Linked DNA regions of Callithrix jacchus: region 2 is linked to region 1. Evidence: chromatin contacts called from public Hi-C data. All regions are on one chromosome and are shown on one strand. Each heading gives the region's core, a stretch centred on a gene start, on an enhancer-like site or on the middle of the called end of the contact. The rest is flanking DNA. Distances are from core to core; before and after follow the strand shown.

What was found. Hi-C and Micro-C count contacts between places; a contact is called where the count stands out from the background.
Region 2: a contact with region 1 is called in a Hi-C map of skeletal muscle, with 3 times the contacts expected there. The contact joins two enhancer-like sites. A contact is called at or near these places in 2 of 3 Hi-C or Micro-C datasets (both in skeletal muscle).

What each region holds. Positions count from the first base shown.
Region 1 is chr15:71,173,609-71,181,064 of calJac240_pri, forward strand. No RefSeq gene overlaps it. Among named protein-coding and RNA genes, the nearest start is that of LSM3, 18 kb to the left of the region's middle. Within about 2 kb of position 4,568, at least 6 of the 16 cell types and tissues checked have an H3K27ac peak or open chromatin away from gene starts, as enhancers often do. A contact at or near this core is called in skeletal muscle, where this site is marked.
Region 2 is chr15:71,415,799-71,423,254 of calJac240_pri, forward strand. The region is part of intron 6 of SLC6A6 (solute carrier family 6 member 6); the gene reads left to right. Among named protein-coding and RNA genes, the nearest start is that of SLC6A6, 55 kb to the left of the region's middle. Within about 2 kb of position 4,728, at least 5 of the 16 cell types and tissues checked have an H3K27ac peak or open chromatin away from gene starts, as enhancers often do. A contact at or near this core is called in skeletal muscle, where this site is marked.

The sequences.
Region 1 (7,456 bases), core at 3,318-5,817:
TCAAGCACAGTATGCTCACAAATGCACAGTACTTTAAGCCTGGTGCAAGAAAGATGCTTTCAGTAGACATATTAAAAAGGTTTTATTTTCCTTTCTAATGTTGCATGCCCCTGCGAGTTCATGGAGAAGAGAAAAACAAGTGTGGGTGAGCTGATGGAGGTTTCATCTTAGGTGAGGGCAGGAGAGGTACCCTCTCATCACTTCTGCCATCTCCATGCTTTGTCTTTAAGCTGTAGTGGTCCCAGGAGGGCAACCTGTTTACATCAGCCTGTTCACTATTAAAAAAGTGAACTCCCTCCTGCAGAATGTTAAAAGAAACTGAACCTCAAAGAGCTGAAGTCACCTGTGGTCATTAGTATGTGGGAGCGATTGAACCTGCCTGCCTCCTACCTGTGTGAGCCTGTGGTATGGGCGTGCTGCCAAAGCTCTGGCTCTGGGCAGTCTGTTGACTCCTGGTGTCCACAGTGTGGTGTGGCAGGCCATCTGGCCCCACTCTGCCACTCTGCAATTCTCCCCAGCACTGCATTCATTTCTAGTGGTTTTGATAGTCACACTAAATTCCCGAACACTTTCTTCTCTTCATTCTTCATTTTGTCTCTCCTTTTTCTCCTGGAACTGTTAGTTTACACTAAAACTTTCAGCTGTGAGGACTTGATATACACAGTTCTAAAACCCATGAACCTTAATATCTGATGTCATTACCCTCACATGCACACACAACTACAACTTCATGTAGCTGCTAAGATACAGGGAGAGGGACAATAAAAGGGTAACTGCAGACGAGCCATCTCTGTTAGGAAATGGAGGGAGAGGAGGAGGTGTGTGAGTCCTTGTGGAGCTGGGACTCAATCCACAACAAAGCTCAAGCAGGGCCCGGCCGTGGTCCACGTCGAGGTTTCCTCTACATGGGTGCTGTCCACTGAGTGGTTATGCTGTGAGGGCCACTGGGAGCCATGCCTTAGACTTCAGAGTCCAGAGCACTCGGCTCCAGTCAGCTGGATGGCCAGTGGTCACTGGAGCTGGTGAATAGTGATTTCTGCAACGAGGTGTCAGATTAGCCTAAGCGGAGCCTTGCCAGCAAGTGTCATACCTGGATCCCTGTCTTGGTTGTTTTATGAAAGAGGCCGATAGGAATTGCCATTGCCTCCCACAAAGAAAAATGGACAAAACACTGGACCACATCTCTGAAATAAAATATGCCCAAAATGAAAAGTAACGAGTATCCCAAGTTAAACTTAATCATTAGCTACAAATGGACACTTCTCAAATTTCAGATAGTGATTTTTGAAGATTTGCCCAAATTAGAGTAGTATCCCTCTACACACTAAGAGGCAGAAAGTGGTTTCACACACCCTTTTATTTAATCTTTAATACTTAATCTTTAATACTAAACTGGGTGTGGTGATGCACATCTGTAAACTCAACTACTAAGGAGACTGAGACAGGAGGATTACTTGAGTCCTGGAGTTTAAGGTCAGCCTGGGCAACATAAGACCCTGTCTCAAATAATACTTAGCTATTGCCAACATTGCTTTTAGCCTGCTACCAGGAGGGGAGGAATGTCCCATTGTGTGAACAGATGTCAGGTGTGAGTTATGCTCACTGGCATTCAATATGGAAAATTAATAAAAGTTCCAAAAGTCATCCTGGCTAGATTAAGAAGCACAATTGATGTTTCTCTGCCACTCAGCTCTGCTGAACTACGTGGATTTCATTTGTGGACAAGCTCTTCCCTATAGTAGATGCAGACTTCCAGCCTACCTACCTGCCCACCAGCTGCAGTGCTCTCATCCTTGCTTGGTCCCTGTGCCCATCTGTGGGCTGGTCTTTACAGCCATGAGAATGTAAAGAATGGGGCTCTGATTGGCCAGGCCTCAGTCATGTGCCCATTCCTGGAAGTAAGAGCAAGGTTATCCCCACCTGAGCTGTGTGGTCTGAGTGTAGAGGGAGGGGTAGTTCTCTAAAGGTAAGTAGAGGGAAGCAGGGATGGAGCTGGACGCAATGCCTATTACACAGAAAACTTTTAATCTCTCCAAATTAGAGAAAAATAAATCCCTTTGATACTTTGCTATTAGTAACAGATTTCTGGGAACACACCTCAGACTGACACTTTGACTTTAAGCTATTGCTCTGGAATTCAGGAGGTTCTGGAACAACCCATGGGGGAATCAGTATGGGTGGAGCTCAGATTTGTTGGGTGACTGGGCCTGAGGGTAGCCTGAGTCTTCTGGAGGTGTCTAGGTAGGAGACCTGCAGCACAAGAGGGCTGTTAAGCTGGAGGTAGGTATTAGAGGGTCCTCCGAGCTTCCGGGGAGGGCAGGTACTTGAACAGAGTGGACTGAAGAATACCAAGCTCCATGAGACAAATTCCTGCTTAGAGAGGTAGAGGCCATACTCACAACCCCTGACACAGGGCCTGGCCAAGAATTTGTCCTCAATAAATGTTGAATGAATGAATATTTAAATGATAAGAAGCCTAGTGCAACAGGACTTTATGATCAGCACTGTGGATGGAAGGTTCAAACGGGAGTTTGAAAGAAGGTGAACCTTGCACATTGTTTTCCAGACACTTGTGGTTTCCTTCCACAATTGGACAATGCTCCCCACTTATTTACCCTTCTAGCCATCCTCCCCATTACCATTTACCTGAAAATGTCAGTATTTGCCAACTCTAGATACCTAACTAGTTATTAATTTACATGGAAAACTAATACCAAGAAATGAGGAAGATAAGGCCAAATGCTTTAAATTCCTTCTAGATTCATTGCCCAATTTTAATAAACCAGAGCATGTAGATTCTTATTTTCTTGGCTGCTTCTAGAAATGTCCTGGGTGTGGAGGCAGCATGCCCCATTGCCGTTTCTGATATTGATTACTCCAGAGGAATGTTTTCTTGGTGCTCACCCCACCCACCTGCAGTACTGTGGGGATCTAGGCTCTGAACATTGACAGGAGCCCCGGAGTGGCCCTTAGTGAGGTGGAAAACTGACCATGCAGGGTCTAGCAGTGCAGCGGGGTCAGAGAAACCTGGCTGCACCTCCCTGCTGTGCCACATACCAGCTAGGCAAATAGCTTATGTCCTAAGTTCAGCTGTAAGGACTGGAAAATAGCCCCGGGAACAGACTAGGGTGGTGCTGGGATGTTACTGCCACATCATGGACACCAGGGTCAGAGGCACAGAGGTGAAAGGGGCACTGGGAGGCCCCTCCTTCAGCTTATTCCAACTGTCCCTGCTCTTTTCCTCCCCAGATAATTTCCAGAATCATGAATTGGAAATAATTTGATTCATTCAATTGAAAGTTATTTTCAGATGTCTGTTATGTGCCAGGATCTGTCCACAGAGGCCTGAGCAAGACCAACTACATGCACAATGCTAAGAGCTGGGAAGGACCTGAAGGGGGTGAGGAAATGGGAAGTGACATGGTGTAAAAGGTGAAGGGGGATGGGGCTCAGACTAGGTCTATCTCAGCAGGGAACATTTGAGCTGACATCTGAACAGCAGTCAGGAATAGGCCGGGAGGGGATTTGGCAAAAGAGCATTCATCCAGGAACTGGAAGCGATGCAGAGGCTCTGAGATGACATTTTTCCTGGTGGAGGGTCAGCAAGGAAGCCAGTTGGCATGGAAATTTGAGACGTTGGAGGTCCAGGGGTCATTCAGCACCTTCGTTTTACAGAAGGGGTTGAAGAGCCCAACACAGTGAAATAGACTTGCCTGAGCCACCGTCAGTCCAGGCTTTCTAGTTCTGAAGCCTAAAGAAGGGCCACTGTGTGCCCCAGCTCCAACGGTGCCGCTCACACTATAGCCTCTGGAGCAGTGCAGTGTGCTGCTCCTGCAGCTACACGATCCCTTTCTTCCCATCACAGGCCAGCATTTTACCATCCTTTCCCTTTTCGGAGGAAAGGGCCTTCCTTCTGAGTTCTCAACTGCTGTGAGGACCCTGCGCAAGCTGGTATTCAGAAGGGGGAAGGCTGTGCTTTCCTCCCCTTGGCCAGGCCTCGTGGGAGGAGCATAGAGTTGGAAATCACATCCACCAGACTCAGCTCGATCACCATGTGCTCTGTGACTTTGGGGAAGCTCCTCGCCCTTCCTGGGCTTCCATTCCTCACACGAAGGGGAAACGCAGGGAGTGGTTTTTCCTCCTAAATCTGCATGTCTTACTTGTCAGCACCAGGTGGTGCTGTACTCTTTTGCTTTTCCACGTCAGTCTTTGCTTTACGATCAAAACGAGCTAATACTGGCCCACAAGCTCTAAATCTACGATCTGTGGAACTCCAACCCTACAATAGCCATGTATAGCCCCCAGGGAGAAAGTTGTAAGGGAAAATACTCTTCTCATGGTGCCCACATCCTGCTGAACTGAGATCACCAATAAAGCTGCACTCCAGGAGAGGTGGGTTTTGCTGCTCTGGCTCTGTGCACGTGGCTGAATGATGCGTGGGCAGAGCTTTCTTTGGGGTCCGAGGCCAGATTCTGCCATCCTGTCGAGCAGATCCCTTTTCCTGCTCATAGCCTTGGCATCCGCATCTATACAGCGTCCTTTGAGTATGAACAATGTGTGTTTCAGGAAAAGGGCTAGATCACTCTGCTGTTGATTAAAAGAGCTTAGGTTTAGAGTTGAAAAACTCTTGGTAGCAGTGTCTGAAAGCCAACATTGACGTGTGCTAGGAAAAGGGTACAGATTTGGAGTATAAAAGCCTTGTATGTGAACCCCAGCACTGCTGCTTCCCAGCTGAATAACAGACTCCGCCTCTCTGACCCTTAGTTTCCTCCTCTGTAAATAGGGATAGTGACAGTGCCCACCTCAGGAAGAAGGGCTGAGGATGAAAAGATGTCCATCAGGGATGGAGCTCAGATCCTGCCATGGAGTCGGAGCTCAGGACATCTTTAATTCCCTTAATTTTGCCAGCAGCTCTAAATAAGATGCTTCTTGTCTCCTCCCGAATGCCTTTCTGAAAAGACCACCCGTAAATATTTAATTGTCTTTAGAACAAGGATCCAAGCTGTTCTTCATGAATTCATAGTTTCTGCCTTGCTGAGTCTACTACAATATATATTTTTTTAATTCTCATCGATCTCTCCTTGCATTGTTTTTCCTGTATGACTTTTCCAGGCTGAGTTCTGCTAGAAATTGGGTTGGCTAACAGCTGGTCACGATAAGGGTTTGGGAATCAGATGAGGGAACAGGGGAGCTTCCCCTTTGTAGAGTCCTCTGCCCTCCCCCTCTGTGGTTCTCAGTAATATTTTTCTCAGTTCAACTTCAAGGTAGAAGAGAAATAGATGAAACCAGCTCCATGAACAAGGTCACCCCGACAACATCACGAGATAATGACATCACTGTCAGTTTCTGCCCAGGAAAAACCTAGGGCTTGAATTACCAAGGAAAAGGGCAGGTCATCCTCATGGCAGGTTGACAGAGCTGGTTGCAGACCCCCTGCCAGATATCAGGGCCTGGGAGTGTGGCTAAAAATGACCCAGGGACCACACCTTCCACTGGTTAGTCAGCCCCTGGCAGCCTCACCACCCTCATGTGCTCAGAACAACAGAATATCACCAATGGGGGGTTTTATTTCCCCTTTCCTAGAAGAAAGGTTACCAACTGCCAGAATCAAAATAGAACATGAACCATGTCGCTGGAATCCTGTCCAATCCAAGCACACTGATATTGTGCAATGCCCTTTGGGAGATAGAGCAGATAAGCAAAATCTCCAAGCTATTATCACACTATTGGACCTGACATTGCAGAAGGCCTCTAGCCGACCTCTCTCTAGGCTTGTCATGTTTCTGCAGCACTGCGTGTCGAGTGCTTTTTGTGTTCAAGAACGACATTATTTCATAGGTGGCCCAGATGCAGGGCCTTACAGAAAGAATTATTTTGTTAAAGGGAATGGTTGTCCCCAACTTTTTCCATTTCCCAAGCTCATAATTTTATACATTGTTTCTTTTTTTAAGGCTTGGCTTAAATTATTTATTATTCTTAATGGCACAACATAGTTTTCCATATGGTAATGAAATACTCATGCTGACTTTCCTGAAGAACAAGGAAAAATTGACAAATTGGAGAATTCAGTACTTGGCGGGCTTGTCTTCATATATATGATGAATATCAGCCTTCCCTGAAGCTTTAAAATTCTCTTGGTCTAAGTTACTTATCCTTGAAGGATCATTCCTGATTCTTGACATCTTTAAGAATTGTTCAACATATAAATGGTGTGCATCATTTGATCAACTTACATGTTAGCTTCTCTATACCATCAGCATATTTTTTTCTGTCACTTTTGCTTTAGTAAAGTACAGTAGGTATTTGTAAAAGTATTTGTGACTATATATTTTTTAATTTTTAATTTTAATATTTTTTTCTTAAGCCTCAGATGTCTAATTCCATCTTTATAATTTTAATTTTTTTTTGAGATGGAGTTTCACTCTTATTGCCCAGGCAGGAGTGCAATGGCACAATCTTAGCTCACTGCAACCTCCACCTTCTGGGTTCAAGCAATTCTCCTGCTAATCCCAGCCTCCCAAGTAGCTGGGATTACAGGTGCCCACCACCATGCCCAGCTAATTTTTGTATTTTCAGTAGAGATCAAATGATGCACATCATTTATATGTCGAACAATTCTCAAAGATGTCAAGAATCAGGAATGATCCTTCAAGGATAAGTAACTTAGACCAAGAGAATTTTAAAGCTTCAGGGAAGGCTGATATTCATCATACATATGAAGACAAGCCTGCCAAGTACTGAATTCTCCAATTTGTTCATTTTCGTGTTTTCATTAGAGATGGGGTTTCACCATGTTGGTCAGGCTGGTCTCAAACTCCTGACCTCCTGATCCACCCACCTCTGCCTCCCAAAGTGCTGAGATTACAGGCGTTAGCCACTGTGCCCAGCCTAATTTTTATTTTTGATTATAGTAAAAATGCATCACATAAAATATACCATCTGAACCATTTTATAAGTGTGCAGTTCAGTACTGTTAAGTACATTCACATTGTTGTGCAATATACGCTATGTTTTCTTAAAGCAAAGCGTTCCTCAATGTTCCTCATCCACAGGTCCTTCTCCCATGATATAATGCTTTATTCCTGTGCCTAAACTTACTCTTCAAGGGTTTCAAAGCCTTGGACTGTAACTCTGAACAAAATCCATGGGCAAGATTTAAAGTATGGGGAGCACTTAGAGAAGGCTGGGAAGCTAATTCATTCTTTACTCATCACAAGCCAAACTGCTTTGGGTAGAAAGCGCTTGACTGGCAGGAGAAGAGCTGGCCTTGAAACTGCTGGATGAACGCCTTCAGATAGCATCACTCTGTGTAAAGCCCTCTGGTGGCTGCCTGTCTCACCAGAGTAACACCCACAATCCTGACCCATCTCACCGCCTCCTGATCCAATCTGCCCTGACCTCTCTGGCCTCATCTCCTTCTGCCCAGCCGCACTGGTGTCCTTGCAATTCCTTGAAA
Region 2 (7,456 bases), core at 3,478-5,977, 240 kb after region 1:
GGACCATGGAGCAGGGTCCTGGAAAGCAGGCTTAGGCAAAGCCAGCGCTGCCTCCTATGACCTGCCTTCGCAGCGCAGGCCGAGGCTAGAGAGCTATGCCAGGGGACAGCTTAGTTCCAACCCTGAGCCAGGTGCCATGGGCAAGAAAGACCCAGCCTCCTGCCTTCAAGAGCCTTCTCTTTTCTTGGCATGCAACCGTGGAAAGGCAATAGTCGACTCCCAGGAGCGTAGTACTAGGAACTTGCCCCTGTCATTTCATTCAGTCTCTGCACAGGCTTTCTAAGTAGGGGAAATACCTAGGCATTCATGGAGAACTCTTCTTTCTACCTCGAATCCCACATCCAATTCACACGTCCTCCTGGCTCCCGCTTCAGAGTATACCCAGAATCTGAGCACCAGCCCCATGCACTGTCACCCCCACAGGACGCCCATTGTCACTCTCCTGGACACCAGCACTGATCTCTTAGATCTCTCCCTGCCTTGTCCTTGTACTTCTGTCATCAATTCTGAATCCACCCTGTTATTTCCCAGCTCAGAACCCTCTCGTGGCTTTTCCCATGCTATGATCTCACCCTGCCAGAAAGGATTGAGACTATTTCAACACAGCAGGTGCTCACTGGGTGCTGAATTTCCTCATTAGTTCCGTGTCTTCATCCACCTGCATGGAGCAGCAAGTCACTACCTCTCTCTGACCTCACTTCCCCATCTGCAGCTGGAGGAGCATATGAGCTGGGCTTTAAAGGATGAGTAGGAGCTCACTAGGCAGAAAAGGAGAGTGGAAAGACAGTCTAAGTAGGAGGAACAGCCCATGCAGCGTCCGCATTCTGAAAGCACATGAATGTTTGGGATGGTTTGGCTAGAGCATAGGATGCACGGGTGAGTGGTAGGTGGGGCCAGGGAGAAGGGTGGAAGCCTTGAATGTGAGGCAGATACATTTGGGCTTTGTTCTCTTGGAGGAGGAACCATGGAAGGCATATGAGAAGGGGAGTAGTGTGACTGAATTGAATGGGATTTTTGGACATTCTTTAGGGAACACACTGGTGGGAAAGAAGCTGGATGTATGCTGAGCACTGACTGTATACGGGGCCTCAGAAGGCTCAGCCTTCAGAAGGTCTGGGTTCCCTTTGGGGTGAAACTTATCTGAATCCCCCTGAAGATAGTCACCAACCCACAGTGTCTGGCTCTGGGGTTTCTCTCGACTGAGTCTTGTTGGGAAATTTTGGCACGTTGCCGTCTGGGAGCTGGTTGGGCAGCAGAGTGATGAGGATACCCTGGAAGGTTGGTCTTGGCAACCCTCAAGCTGAAGCCCAGCCCCAGCTGTTGCTTCCTTTCACTTCTCTTACACGCCCCGGACGCACAGGTCCCTGGCCTGTCTTTTTCTTCAGCAGGAGTTGCTGGAAGGTGCTCAGGAGTCCCTGGGTGTCAGGGATACAAGGCACCGGGGGAGCGGAGCCATCTCCCTGCTTCTGGGTAGGGAAGGTCCCTATTGACCTTCCCTGCCAGCCCCTCTTCCCTCTGTTTTCACAGAGGAGGCAGCAGAGCAGCAATGGGTGACATTTCCCTTTCCTTTTTGCGGGAGACACAGCCCAACTCTGGCTCCCACGCATCCCAGCTGCACGACCTTGAGACAGTGCCCTCACCTCTCCACACCCGCTTCTCTCCTCTGTAAACGGAAGTAGCATGGCCCCAACAACTCAGAGCCTGGCTTGAATGTTATAGAACTAAGATCAGGGATGTACTTTGCAGGGGGCCAGGGGACACTGAGGATATAAGATGTGCGGTGCCCTGCCCGAGGTCACACACGCAGCTAGAAGGAGCAAAGCTCCCAGCCCCGGCATTCAGCACTGTATCCTGCCTTCAGCTAACTTTCTGTCTGTGTCCCCACTAGCCACCAGCTAAGAGTCCAGGCCAGGCCTGGGAGTCCATGTCCATGGTCTCAGGTCACATTGTGCCACGTGTGTGTCTCCCTATTCCCAGGTTACTCATGGGGTCTTCTCTCAGCTTGGACCCCTATGCCCACCCCGTTTGCAATGCCAAGCCACCATTCACAGCAGGAGCTGGTGAGCTACCCTTTCCCAGATCCTGATGAGAAGCCACTGGGCCCCAGAGACGGCCGAGTTGCTCTGGGATGGGGAAGCAAGAGTTTTTGTCCCCTGCTGGTTCTTGCTGTCTGGGGTCACCTCTGTCCCAAGGTCACCCTGGAGGACAGATGGGGCCAGACCTGGCCAGATGCCCTCCATCAGCCTGGAGCCGAATCTTCCTCCTGGGCTCCTCCAGAGCCCCCTGGGAGCTCCGCACGTATCATTAGACTTTATTATAATAAAAGAAATGAGTCATATTTGCAAACAAGGCCTGCTCAGCCAATCTTCCCCTGCAGCTGTCGGAAGGAGGAGGCGGTGGAGAAAGGCTGCATGGCCCCGTGCTCTGGGCGGACGGGCCCTTTTATAATTGTTGCCTCCGCCAGTCTCCAGGGGAGAGCTGTGGCCAATAAATAGCTGGCCTGCCGTCAAAAGGAAACGATTTGGCCTGCTAGGAGGACGTATTTACATCTCTGAGTGCCGGCTGGACGGCAGCAGGGCGGCCAACTCAAAACAGACGTCCAGGCAATTCTTTTTTGGATCCCACCCTGGAGTGAATCATTACTATTCTTGGATAAGAATGCAGCTTACCTCGAAGTCTCCTCCCTTTGTGTGAGAGAGACGGGGAAGCTGGGGATGCTGGGGCCCTTGCCAAGGTCAGCCCAGCCCCAGCACATGAGGTGGCTGGTCACCAGGGTGGCATCAGAAAAAAGGAACCAGGTCCAGGGTTGATTTCTATCTGAGTGATTTCGGGTGAACTCCTGAACCCATCTGAGCCTCAGTTTCCCCATCAACCAAATGGTTATAATTAATTTACTCAACTAAGGTCAACTGAGCCCCTATTGCATGCCAAGCACTGTTCAGTGATAAGACAGACATAGACCCTGCCATCTTGGGACTGACATTCTAGTAGGACAGACAGACATTGAATAGATAGCACATATGAAATTGTATATAAAAGCAGTAAGTGATGAGAAATAGGGCCAGGGCAGGGGAAGGAGAGTAACCAGGGATACTTTTGACAGAGGGTGGCCAGGAATCGCTGCCCTGGGGAAGTGGCCTTTGAACAGAGACCTGAAGGAAAGGGGCAAGGCATCTTTGGAACAAGTGGCCGGGGGAAGCAGCTAGGTCCAAGTCCTCGAGGCGGGACCACATTCGACCTGTTCAGGGAATGTCGGAAGGAGGAGGCGGTGGAGAAAGACTGCACGGCCCCATGCTCTGGGCAGATGGGCCCTTTTATAGTTGGCTTGCTCGGGGTAGCTGACCAGCTAGGGTGGCTGAAGGAGGAGGAAGTGACTCTGCAGTCTGGGGGATGAGGGTGGGGCTTGGGTGCCCACACCCCCAGCCTGCCCAGGACACTTCCCCTTTACACCCGCTGACCTGCGTGATTACTAATTGGCACCCACTCACTCTTAAAAGTGTCTGAGTCTGAATGGCAAGGTCAGGAGGGCCTTGTTGGCCAGGGAGTGGGAGCCTGGGGAGGATGTGGAGCAGAGGAGGGAGGCGGCCTGACTTAGGTATCGACAGATTCCCTCTGACTCTTCAGGGAGTGGAGGCGGTGGGTGGGAGGGTGGCAGGAGTGGAGGGAGGAGGACCAATGAGGAGGCTGCTGGAAATCATCCTGGGGGCATCGGGCCTGGACAGGGGCGGAGACAGTGTGCTGGGAGAGCTGTGTGAACACTATGGGGAGCCTGCGCAGCCTCCTCTTGGGGTGCTTAGGAGGCACAGGTGAGTGGCAGTGCACCATGGCGTTCCCTCAGCAAGGCACTCTACAGTTTACTGAGCATGCCCTCACCTCTGGGTAGGGATTGGCTGGGGTCCTGATTGGCTGCTTTGTGGCTGGGAAGACCCTAGAAGTCAGACACAGAAGGGACTGTGGAGGGCCCTGCCTGAGATTCAGCCTTCACGGCTGCCTGAGATGTCTTTGGAAAGAATGTTGGTTGCTCTGGCCCTGAGCCTGTGTCAGGCTGTGTTGTGACAAAGCCTGATTGATGAGATACATTAGTTTCAGTCCTCGTACATTCACATGGCCCATTGTAAAGCTTTTCAGGAATTTAAAATAACTTTTGTAAAGGTGATATGTGCACATTAAAAACATCGAAATAGTGAAAAAAATACATTGCAACATGCATCTCCCTTTCCCGCACAGGCAGCACTGCCACCAGCTTTTTGTGTGTCCTGCCAAAAATAGTGTGTGCGTATTCAAGCACAAATGCGACTCTGTCTCCCTCCCTCTTTACACAGTAGGGAGCATGTCACATGCACGGTTCTTCACCTTGCTTTTCTTCCTGCATTTACTCCAGGACATAGCTCCTTAGTAGGACACTGAGAACTTTCCCATTGTTTCACAAGCTGCATTGTATTCCAGCGTGTGCCTGCCCCTCTTGATGGACATTTGAGTGGTTTCCAATCTTTCACTCTACAGACAGCACTGCTTGGGGTAGACACTATGTCTCTGGCCACCCACACAGGTGTAATTATAGGAGATCATCTTAGGAATGGAATTGCCTGGTCAAAGCCAACGTCCCTGGATGGCACCAGGAGATTACCACCAGCAATGGAGAAGCAAGCAGAGGACTCATTTTCTTTGTTGTGGACTCCATAGCTGGCCAGCTGCCCCAAGCAAGCCAGGGTGGCAGCCTCCCATCAGTACTGGGCACCACTTGTTTGCCCCGCATGGGTGGGAGAAGAGCAGATACTGTCGGATGAGCTGGCTACCGGCTAGGTATGGTCAGATCAGGGCTCTGGGCATTAAGCTGCTCAGCCAGCTTGCCCTGAAGAATCAAAGGAAAGGCTGTCTTGTGACTGGGCGTCTCATCTGCATATAAACCCCTTGTCCTTGCCATGTTCAGGGTCTGGTGGGCAAGACAGACATTTCCCCAGCTTGGGACAGGACAGTGGAAGACAGACAGGCTCTACAGTGAAGATAGGCATCTGCTGGGCCTGGGAGAGAGTGGAAAGGTGCTCTGCCTCCTCTCCTGGTGCTGCCGATTCACAAGGAAGTCTTGGGCCACTGCCCAGCCTGCCGTGGCTTTCATTGAAGGTGCTGAGCCCTGCAGGCTGAATGAGGAAAGGCTTTTTGTTTTAAAGCCGTGGCAGCCGCCAGATCCACATGCTTGGCAGGGCCCCAGCTGGGATGCAGTTGGCTGCCAGCCTGCCCTGTAGAGATGCCCCCGGCCCCAAGGTGCCAGGTGATCCCAGCATGTAGTGGAGGACTGAGATTCTTTTTAAAATTTAAGCTCTGTTTTCTTTTAAAATCAGACCAACAGTGTAATGGAGTCAGACAGGCATGGGCTTGGGGTGGCAGCTCTGTGTCACCTGCTGGCGCTGTGACCATGGGCAAGTGGACCCTCCAAGCCTCAGTTTTCCCCGTCTGTGAAGTAGGTGAATGGCCTCTACTCCTTGGATCAGATGAGATAAACTGAAAAGGTCTTGGAAAGCAGACAGTTGCTGGTGGCTTTTATCTGCTCGTCAGCATTATCATGATGTCATCACTGGTACCAGGGGGAGCCCATGGATGTCACTGTGACCAGCAAGAAAGGGGCAAAGAAAAGCTGCCCCGTCTTATGGCTGTAGGTGGGAGTATTTTGCAGATTGGTGTACAGTGACACGTGAACTTGCCATCCTCCCCGTTGAGTCCTTTCATTCACTTATTCACTCAACAGGTCTTTATTGAGCCCCTCCAATGGGCCAGATGCTGTTCTAGGCGCTGGGAACACAGCAGTAAACTAAAGAAAGGCCTTGCTTGAATGCCAGTTGAGAAGGAAATCTTGGATTTATTCAAAGTGCTTATGTTGAAGCTTCTTTAGGGAAAAAAAAACATGATAAAGGGTCTAGTCCAGTGTGTGTTCCAAGAACCAGAGCCCTGACTGTGGGAGTGATCCCACAGATTGGCTGAGAGCTTGGGATGTTCTGGAATGCTTTCCCAACAGCATCCTGGTCAGGAGCTGTTACTCCCATTTTACAAAGGGGAAACTGAGGCACAGAGCCATACTTCACTCCCTGCCTTTCCTGCATGGGAGTGTGACCTTCAGGCAGGGAGCTGACTCCCATTAGAAGGAAACTTAGCTTTCTCCAGGGGTTCGTGAACACCCTGGAGCATAGGGACCTTGTCTCTTGTGCAGCAGTCTGTGGTGGACAGGTAACCTGGGAGGCCCCGTGGGCAGGGCTGCTGTCCCTGTGCTCAGCATAGCTGTCCTTGATCACTGTTGCAGCAGTCAGAGCTCTGGGACCATGGGTGCCACTTCTGGGCATCAAGTTTCATGGCCTGGGCTGTCAGTACCCTGCACTGCCCTGGCCTGCTTTCAGTTGCTATCATCTGCAAGAATGTCGGGGCCGGGTGCGGTGGCTAAAGCCTGTAATCCCAGCACTTTGGGAGGCCGAGGCGGGTGGATCACAAGGTCAAGAGATCGAGACCATCCTGGTCAACATGGTGAAACCCCGTCTCTACTAAAAATACAAAAAATTAGCTGGGCATGGTGGCACATGCCTGTAATCCCAGCTACTCGGGAGGCTGAGGCAGGAGAATTGCCTGAACCCAGGAGGTGGAGGTTGCGGTGAGCCGAGATCGTGCCATTGCACTCCAGCCTGGGTAACAAGAGCGAAACTCCGTCTCAAAAAAAAAAAAAAGAATGTCTGTGAGTAGGTGCTTGTGTGCCTGTTTAGCAGACAGCAGGAATCAGCACAGGTCAGTGGGAAGCTTAGGTCTGGACTCCGAGGACCCATGCTCTGCTGTGTCATCCTGGGCAAGGTTGGTGGCTGTCCCATGCCAATTATTTTTAAAACTGTTTACCTGCTTCATTCTCAGACCCTCAATACCCTGGCAGGGCAGGGGAGGAAACCAGCACTGGTCAGGTGCCAGCTGTGTGCCTGAAGCTTCCCTGGGCATCTGAATACCACAGTCACATCTACATAAGTCATCAAGTGCTAGCTGCATCCCAGACTCTGAAGTTAGGACCTTGTGTGGCTTACATTTTAGTGAGAGATCCAGGTCACACAGGGATGAATAAAATAAAAGGGACAATGTTGGGAGAAGGCAGTTACCCCTATTTTGCAGATGAGGAGCAGGTCTGGGAAAGTTGGCTAACTTGCCCCACAGTCATTGGCTAAACAAACAGTAGAGCTGAGAATTGAATCTAGTGTTTGGCCCACGGTTGGCACTGAAGAAGGTTCTGCTGAAGTCCCAGTGGAAAATCAGTGCCCATTTCACAGATGAGGAGACTCAGGCTCAGGGGTTCCTTAACTTAAACCTGGATTTGCCTGAGTCCAGAGTCTGAGACCATCCTTTTCTTGCCTTTCCAACAACTCTCTCAAGACAAAGGGGATTCCTGGGTTTGGAAAGGTGAGGTGACTTGTGTAAATGCAGCACCTCTGGTGGG